2 separate regions of the Sus scrofa genome follow, and region 2 is linked to region 1. A link is a contact called in public HiChIP or PLAC-seq data. All regions are on one chromosome and are shown on one strand. The core of a region is the stretch at or near the end of the contact, and the rest is flanking DNA. Distances in the headings are between cores, read along the strand shown.

The links. HiChIP or PLAC-seq counts read pairs in DNA pulled down with a chosen protein or histone mark.
Region 2: a contact with region 1 is called in an H3K27ac HiChIP or PLAC-seq map of alveolar macrophages. The contact joins two enhancer-like sites. A contact is called at or near these places in 1 of 5 promoter capture datasets (liver), 10 of 47 Hi-C or Micro-C datasets (alveolar macrophages, embryonic fibroblasts, epiblast stem cells and 7 more) and 1 of 2 datasets of contacts at active chromatin or transcription factors (alveolar macrophages).

The regions. Positions count from the first base shown.
Region 1 is chr11:5,649,750-5,653,037 of Sscrofa11.1, reverse strand. It overlaps FLT1 (vascular endothelial growth factor receptor 1), which reads left to right. Exons shown (of 30, transcript XM_021065525.1): 18 at 2,418-2,522. Among named protein-coding and RNA genes, the nearest start is that of FLT1, 150 kb to the left of the region's middle. Within about 2 kb of position 1,752, at least 8 of the 83 cell types and tissues checked have an H3K27ac peak or open chromatin away from gene starts, as enhancers often do. A contact at or near this core is called in alveolar macrophages and fetal liver, where this site is marked.
Region 2 is chr11:6,031,149-6,034,436 of Sscrofa11.1, reverse strand. No RefSeq gene overlaps it. Among named protein-coding and RNA genes, the nearest start is that of MTUS2, 6.0 kb to the left of the region's middle. Within about 2 kb of position 1,711, at least 18 of the 83 cell types and tissues checked have an H3K27ac peak or open chromatin away from gene starts, as enhancers often do. A contact at or near this core is called in alveolar macrophages and fetal liver, where this site is marked.

The sequences.
Region 1 (3,288 bases), core at 503-3,002:
GTTCAGGTCAGACCAGGGAGGATTTTAAGGGAAAGGGAGGATCTGCCAAGATCAAGTCCAGCGGGACTGGGCTGCCCGGAAACTGGACCTGCACGTCCACCAGAAGACGCAACGCAGCGGACGGTCAAAGAGCCCATAAGAGCCGCGTGCTGCTTATAAGGCACCGTCAGCTTCCAAGAAAATACGTGAAAAGACTGGGAGAAGCCAAGTGGGAGTGAGTTTCTCCTCACTGTGGACGCGAAGCCCCCAAACACTGGTACAAAACTCGGGGAAGGAAGGGCAGCTGGAGGTGTGGACAGGAACAGGCGTTCACCCGCCCACACAAGCAGGAATCCGCGGAGAAGAGCCCCACGACGGGCACGAGCTTTCTATGTCCTGGGTTCAGGACACTTTTCGGTGGAAAGCACTGCAGAAGAAAAAGTGTTCTTTCAGCCTAAAAAGCAAGAGAAGCCTCTAACCAAAAGGCACCAATTTTTGCAAATCTGGAGGAGGCGTCCTGTCCTGGATTTCGGGGTCCGCTGGAGGCTCTCTGACTTAAGCAAGGGTCCCGCTGGCGCTGTCTCTTGCACACTTTTATCAGAAACAGGGAGCGTGCTCTGGGGGAAACGGCGTCTATCAGCCTCTCCAGGCGCACATTTGACGGGGTGGTGGGGGGCAGGTCATTTCACCAGTGTCCCCTCCTAAGGCAGGGTGACAGCTCTAGAGGCTCCTGTGACAACACTGGTGGCAGCGCTCTTGCCGCGTCCTAGCTGGACGCCTGGGGAGCTTGCTGGCCGAAAGCGCTAAGCAGTGGCGAGGAGACGCCCTCCTCACTGAGCAGGTGGGGAGCAGAGTGTGCAGCTTCTAGGATGACAGGGAAGCAAGAACACTTCATGGCAGACTGTCCACGAATCTTAAAGACAAGCCAACAACAAACTGTCCTCTGGGGACGGGGCTGGCGACTGAGGCGGGAGGGCAGGTTAGCTCACTGAAGGCCCAGCATCAGAATACATGGCTCCGTGGGAGAGAAGCTGCTGTGCTCAAGTAACGCTCTCAGCACCGGGCCGGGGCATCGGGTCGGCTTCCTCCTCCCCATCCCCAACCCTCAAAATCAGAAAAGAGTGACCACTTCGGCTCCCTCTTCCTTCTGGCAGAAGGGGTGTTATTTCCCTAGGTTCTGTTTAGCTGTTTCCTGGTGGTTAGTAGGAAGCCCTGATAGGAGTTCCCGTTGTAGTGCAGCAGGTTAAGGACCCAACTAGCATCTGTGAGGTTTTGGGTTCAATCCCTGGCCTCACTCAGTGGGTTAAGGATCTGGCATTGCCATGAGCTATGGTATAGGTCACAGATGAGGCTTGGATCTGACGTGGCTGTGGCTGTGGTATAGGCCAGCAGCTGCAGCTCCAACACAACACAGCCCAGAACTTCCACATGCTGCAGGAGTGGCCCTAAAAAGGGGGAAAAAAAGGAAGCCCCGATAGAAAAGGTGGTGGCTGAGGTGTCCTCCCCCCAGAACCCTGTCCAGGTGACCATCGCAGGGACCCCTCTGCTTCCCCTTGCCTGAACGAGACCTGCTGAGAGCATCTCGCAAATTCTCAAGTGCGGCTCTTCATTTTGCACTAATACACAGGGGAGCCTCATGCACCAAGCACCAGGCCAGGTTCTGGGACGATGCTGACACGGCCGCTGCCCCTGAGCCCAGCTGTCTTGTGCACGGGGAGACGAGAACCACGTCAACAGTTATTACAACACATCGTGGCGGGGAGGAGACTTTGCTTCGTTATTGTGTTTGGCAACCACCTCTCTGTGGTTGAAAGAAATTACTTCCAGTGGTTGATAGGCCCATGTGCTGAGCCGTGACGATTTGTAATCACTGTGTAAAGACATGTTAGAAATACTGAGGATATGCGGCCTGGCAGGGAAGTCTGAGAAAAGACTTGGTGATTCTGTTTGGTTGCTCTGCAGCTCTTATACCACTACCATCAACAGCAGTGACGCTCTGCCCAGTTTCTTCCCCTTGCTGAAAACAGAGCAGAAGAAATAACTTGGCAGGGCAGGGAGAGGCGCGTAGGTGAAACTGAGGGAAATGTGCGCAGTACTAAGGTTAGTGAACGAGGGCAAAGACCGCCCAGGACCTGGCAGCCTCTCCCCTCGAGAAGGACTCGGTCAAGGAGGAAACGGGCCATCCCCCTGCGCCAAAGGCCTGCCTGGAGCCTAGCCTGGCGGTGAGGGACGAGGGCAACGCAGAACGCAGTCGAGCTGGAAGGAAGGTGCCCAGAGACCTGCCCCTGACTTTGACACTTTTGGGGTCAGTTCATTGGCGGCTCCGTTCACAGCCACGGGCCAGGCACACACACACCGGGGAAAGGCCCTTCCTTCTAAAAGAGACCAAGTCCTCCTGCTCGCTGGGCAGACAAACCAATGTCTTCTTTTCATTGCAGGCAAATCACTGGGAAGAGGGGCTTTTGGGAAAGTGGTCCAGGCATCTGCCTTTGGCATTAAGAAATCACCCACGTGCCGGACGGTAGCTGTAAAAATGCTGAAAGGTACGTATGCTCTAGTTTGGCTTTCAACTCACCCGTGACGTACTCTCAAGCTTGGTTTAAGCTGGACGTGGCCTAGGAAGAGACAGAAGCTATTTCTGCTCTGGCCACATAACTCTCTTCTGCCGGAAGACCCCTGACCTCCGGGGCTTTAGATTAGGCCGGCAAGAGCTCAGAATAAACCCCGTAAACGAAACAGTCCAGCACCATCCATGGGAAAATGATTTCTGTCACCTCAAAGATCTGTCTCCTGCAACGTCCCAGACTCGAGACTACCAGATGTAAGCCCACTGGAACCACAGGTTCAAATGTGCAGAATGATCCATTGTGCTGTTATCATGGAAACTTTGCTGTACATCTTCAATTTCAAAGGCTTAGCGGGAGATTGACCCAACTACAAAATGAAACCCGTGACGCCAGAACACCTGACTTGTTTGGAACTTGAAGCTGTTTTATGGTGTCAAGTCCCTCCCATAAGACACGTCCTCTTTATTTATTTATTTTATTTTATTTTTTGCTCTCCAGAGCAGCACCTGTGGCATGTGGAAAGTGCCAGGCTAGGAGTCGAATCGGAGCTACAGCGGCTGGCCTACATCACAGCCACAGCCACGCCAGATCTGAGCCGTATCTGCAACCTACACCACAGGTCACAGCAACACCAGATCCTTCACCCACTGAGCAAAAAGCCAGGGATCCAACCCGCAGCCTCATGGATGCTAGTCGGGTTTGTTAACCGCTGAGCCACGAAGGGAATTCCTAGAACATGTCC
Region 2 (3,288 bases), core at 462-2,961, 380 kb before region 1:
AGGAGAGTCTAGACCGGAACCTCAGTCTTATTCATCTAGCCCTGTCCTTACACACAGCGGATGCTCACCTCTCTCTCTCTCTCTCTCTGTCTCACACACACACACACACACACACACACACACTATGGTAGAACAGGTGCAGACAGCACAAGTCCAATTTCAATGAATTTTCCCCATGGTTTTGGTACCCTCATTGCCAAAGAGAGAGGCTATCTTAGAGTCAGTGATTTCATAGTCGTGTTAAATTCTTGATGTCTTACAATCATTTAAAAATATTCTCTATTACTCAGTCATTAAAAAGAATGTAATACTGTCATTTGCAGCTACATGGACAGACTTAAAAGATTCTCATACTAAGTGAAGTAAGTCAGAAAGAGAAAGACAAATACCGTAAGATATCACTTGTATGTGGAATCTCAAATATGATGCAAATGGACATATCTATGAAACAAAAGCAGACCCACAGACATAGAGAAGAGACTTGTGGCTGCCAAGGGGGAGGGGAGGGAGGAATGGAGTGGGAGTTTGGGGTTAGCAGACGCAAACTATGATTCATAGGGTGGATAAACAACAAGCTCCTACTGGAGTTCCCCTCATGGCTCATTGGAAAGGAATCTGACGAGCATCTCTGAGGACGCAGGTTCAATCCCTGGCCTCACTCAGTGGGTTAAGGATCCAGCATTGCCGTGAGCTGTGGTGTAGGTCGCAGACGCGGCTCGGATCTGGCATTGCTTTAGCTGTGGTGTAGGCTGATGGCTACAGCTCCGATTTGACCCCTAGCCTGGGAACCTCCATATGTTGAAGGTGTGGACCTAAAAAGACAAAAAAAAAAAAAAAAAAAAAAGAAAGAAAGAAAAAAAAAAGGGTCCTACTATATAGCACAGGTCACTCTGTTCAACATCCTGTAATAAATCATAATGGAAAAGAATATGAAAGAGAATCTACGAGTATAAATGAGTCACATTGCTAGACAGCAGAATCTAACAGCTCTGTTACCCCAAACACAGCAGCCCAAAGGCAGAAATTATCAAACCGCCATCCTGTCCTTCAGATTCTGCTTTTAGAAAGTAGCCAAGGATCGAAAACAAAGTCTAAGTCCAGCAGCAGATGGCTCTGGAGAATATATACATATATATATTTGAAAATTAAATAAAATAAATAAAAAAATTTTTAATTAAATAAATAAAACTAAATTTGAAAATATATTCCCTAGGTAATCCCCCCATGTCCAGTGAAATGAAAAATAGCCAGATATACAGAACCCGGAAATTGGAGTAATTAGGTCCTTTAAAGCCTAGACAAAAATACCATTAAAGTGTAGGTCTATTCAATAATTTTTAATTGTAAAGAATATTTAATACACGGTAATGAATATTACATGATGACACAATAAAATAATATCACCAACTGTTCAAAATGTTGTTTCTGTGTTACTTGACATCCTAGATCTGGATACTAAGGTTTGTGATGGTTTTGAAACAAAACCCATCTACCTACAAGGCAATTCATTTTGAAATCGGCTATTCAAACTTGCAACAGCTTTCAAAGCACAGAGGGAGAATATCAATGATTCAACTATGGCCTCAAATTGGATTTTGCAATCGGTGATTTGGGAGAAGTTTGGGCGCAACTTTTGAGGCAGCGCTAACCGCTCGTGTGGCCAGCAGAGGGCAACAGGACCCACGGAAAAGGGGCGAGAGCCTCAGCCAGGGGTTTCGATCAGGCTGCCCAGGAGGGGGCGCCCAGGCCACGGCCAAGGGGAAGGACGCTTCCGGGCCACGAAGAGCACGGGGGTGGGGGGTGGGGGGGGGGGGGGGTGAGGGCGGGGGCGGGAGGGGGGGACAGTGAGGAACGGAAAGATGGGTCCCTCTTCCCTTGAAGGCACCTCAAGTCCGCTCCTCTGGACCGCTCTTGCCCGGAGGCTGTGGGGACCCCCCTCCCTCCCTCCTTCCCTCTACTCATTCAGGACTCTGTTCAGGGGTCCCCCCCATGGGGGAGGCCTCCGCCAGCTAAAACAACACCCTTATTTTCCCTCAGGCACTGATCGCTGTCACCCGCAGTATTGCATCAGTCTGCAGTGGTGGGTCTGCACTTGACTAGAATGTTCGTGGGAGCAGGAATCTTGAGCTTCTGGTCCACGACTCTGCCCCCAGCCCCTGGAACGGTGCCCAGCACGTGTAAACACTGGAATGTTGAAATGAGAGTATGCTACACAACCTATTGATGAGACAAAAGGAAAGACCAGAGAACCAGGGCAGAGCCTGAAGGGTGTGCCCATCAGATCCGCCGGCAGGATGGAACGGATCCCTTTACCTGCGTGCAGATTTGTTCCGCACACAGAATGCCCCCCTCGCGTAGAACCATCGCGTTTTCTCGCTGCCTAGTCGGTAGTACTCTTACAACATCCTGGTGGAACTTTTTCTCACCCCTTTTATGAGTTAAATAAATAAAGCCCAGAAGAATTCTCGCTGTGGCCCAAGAATCTGTAGTGGCTCTGCTACCGAGGCACGGGTTCAATCCCTGGCCCTGCCCAGTGGGTTAAGGATCTGGCATTGCTGCAACCTGTGGTGTAGGTTGTAATTGTGGCTCAGAGTCAATCATGGGGACTTCCATGTGCCGAGGGTGCTGCCATTAAAAAAACAAGAAGTAAAAAGAAAAAGATAAAAGTAAAGGATCTTACTACAAGTCACGTGAAAGAACAGAGAGGACCAGCACCCAAGCAAGACCGACTCTTATCGCCGTGCTCTGAGATCACGTTGTTCCAAACATAGGGTCTGCAACCTGAGCCTTTTGTCCTATCCCCAGGGTCAGCAGTATAGACTTAGTCACCACAGCACCTTGGGAAGGGATTCAGCATGTTTGCAGAGACCAGTCAGCTTTGCCATGGACTCCGTTCAGGGTCCGTGTATCAATCGTTCTCTAGAAATAAACCCCAGCACATGATGCTTCGGAGCAAGTGCATACTGAATGTCAAGAAAAAAGACAGAGGGCTGCGTTGTCAAAGACGCGGCTGCCATCCGGCGTTGCCATGGCTGTGGTGTAGGCTGCAAACTGCAGCTCCAATTCAGCCCCTAGACTGGGAACCTCCACAGGCCGCGGCTGCCGCTCTAAAAGGAAAAAAAAAAAAAAAAAAAGGCTTGGTTTGGTATCTCCTTGGCCCTAAAGGATGTAATTAATTGTGTGCTAAGAGGAAATGACATTTTTTTGCCTCTGAAAATTATCTTACATTTTGAAAATGTATTGACTTTGCTGGTTCTGAGACCAAATCATATGAAAACTACATGCTTT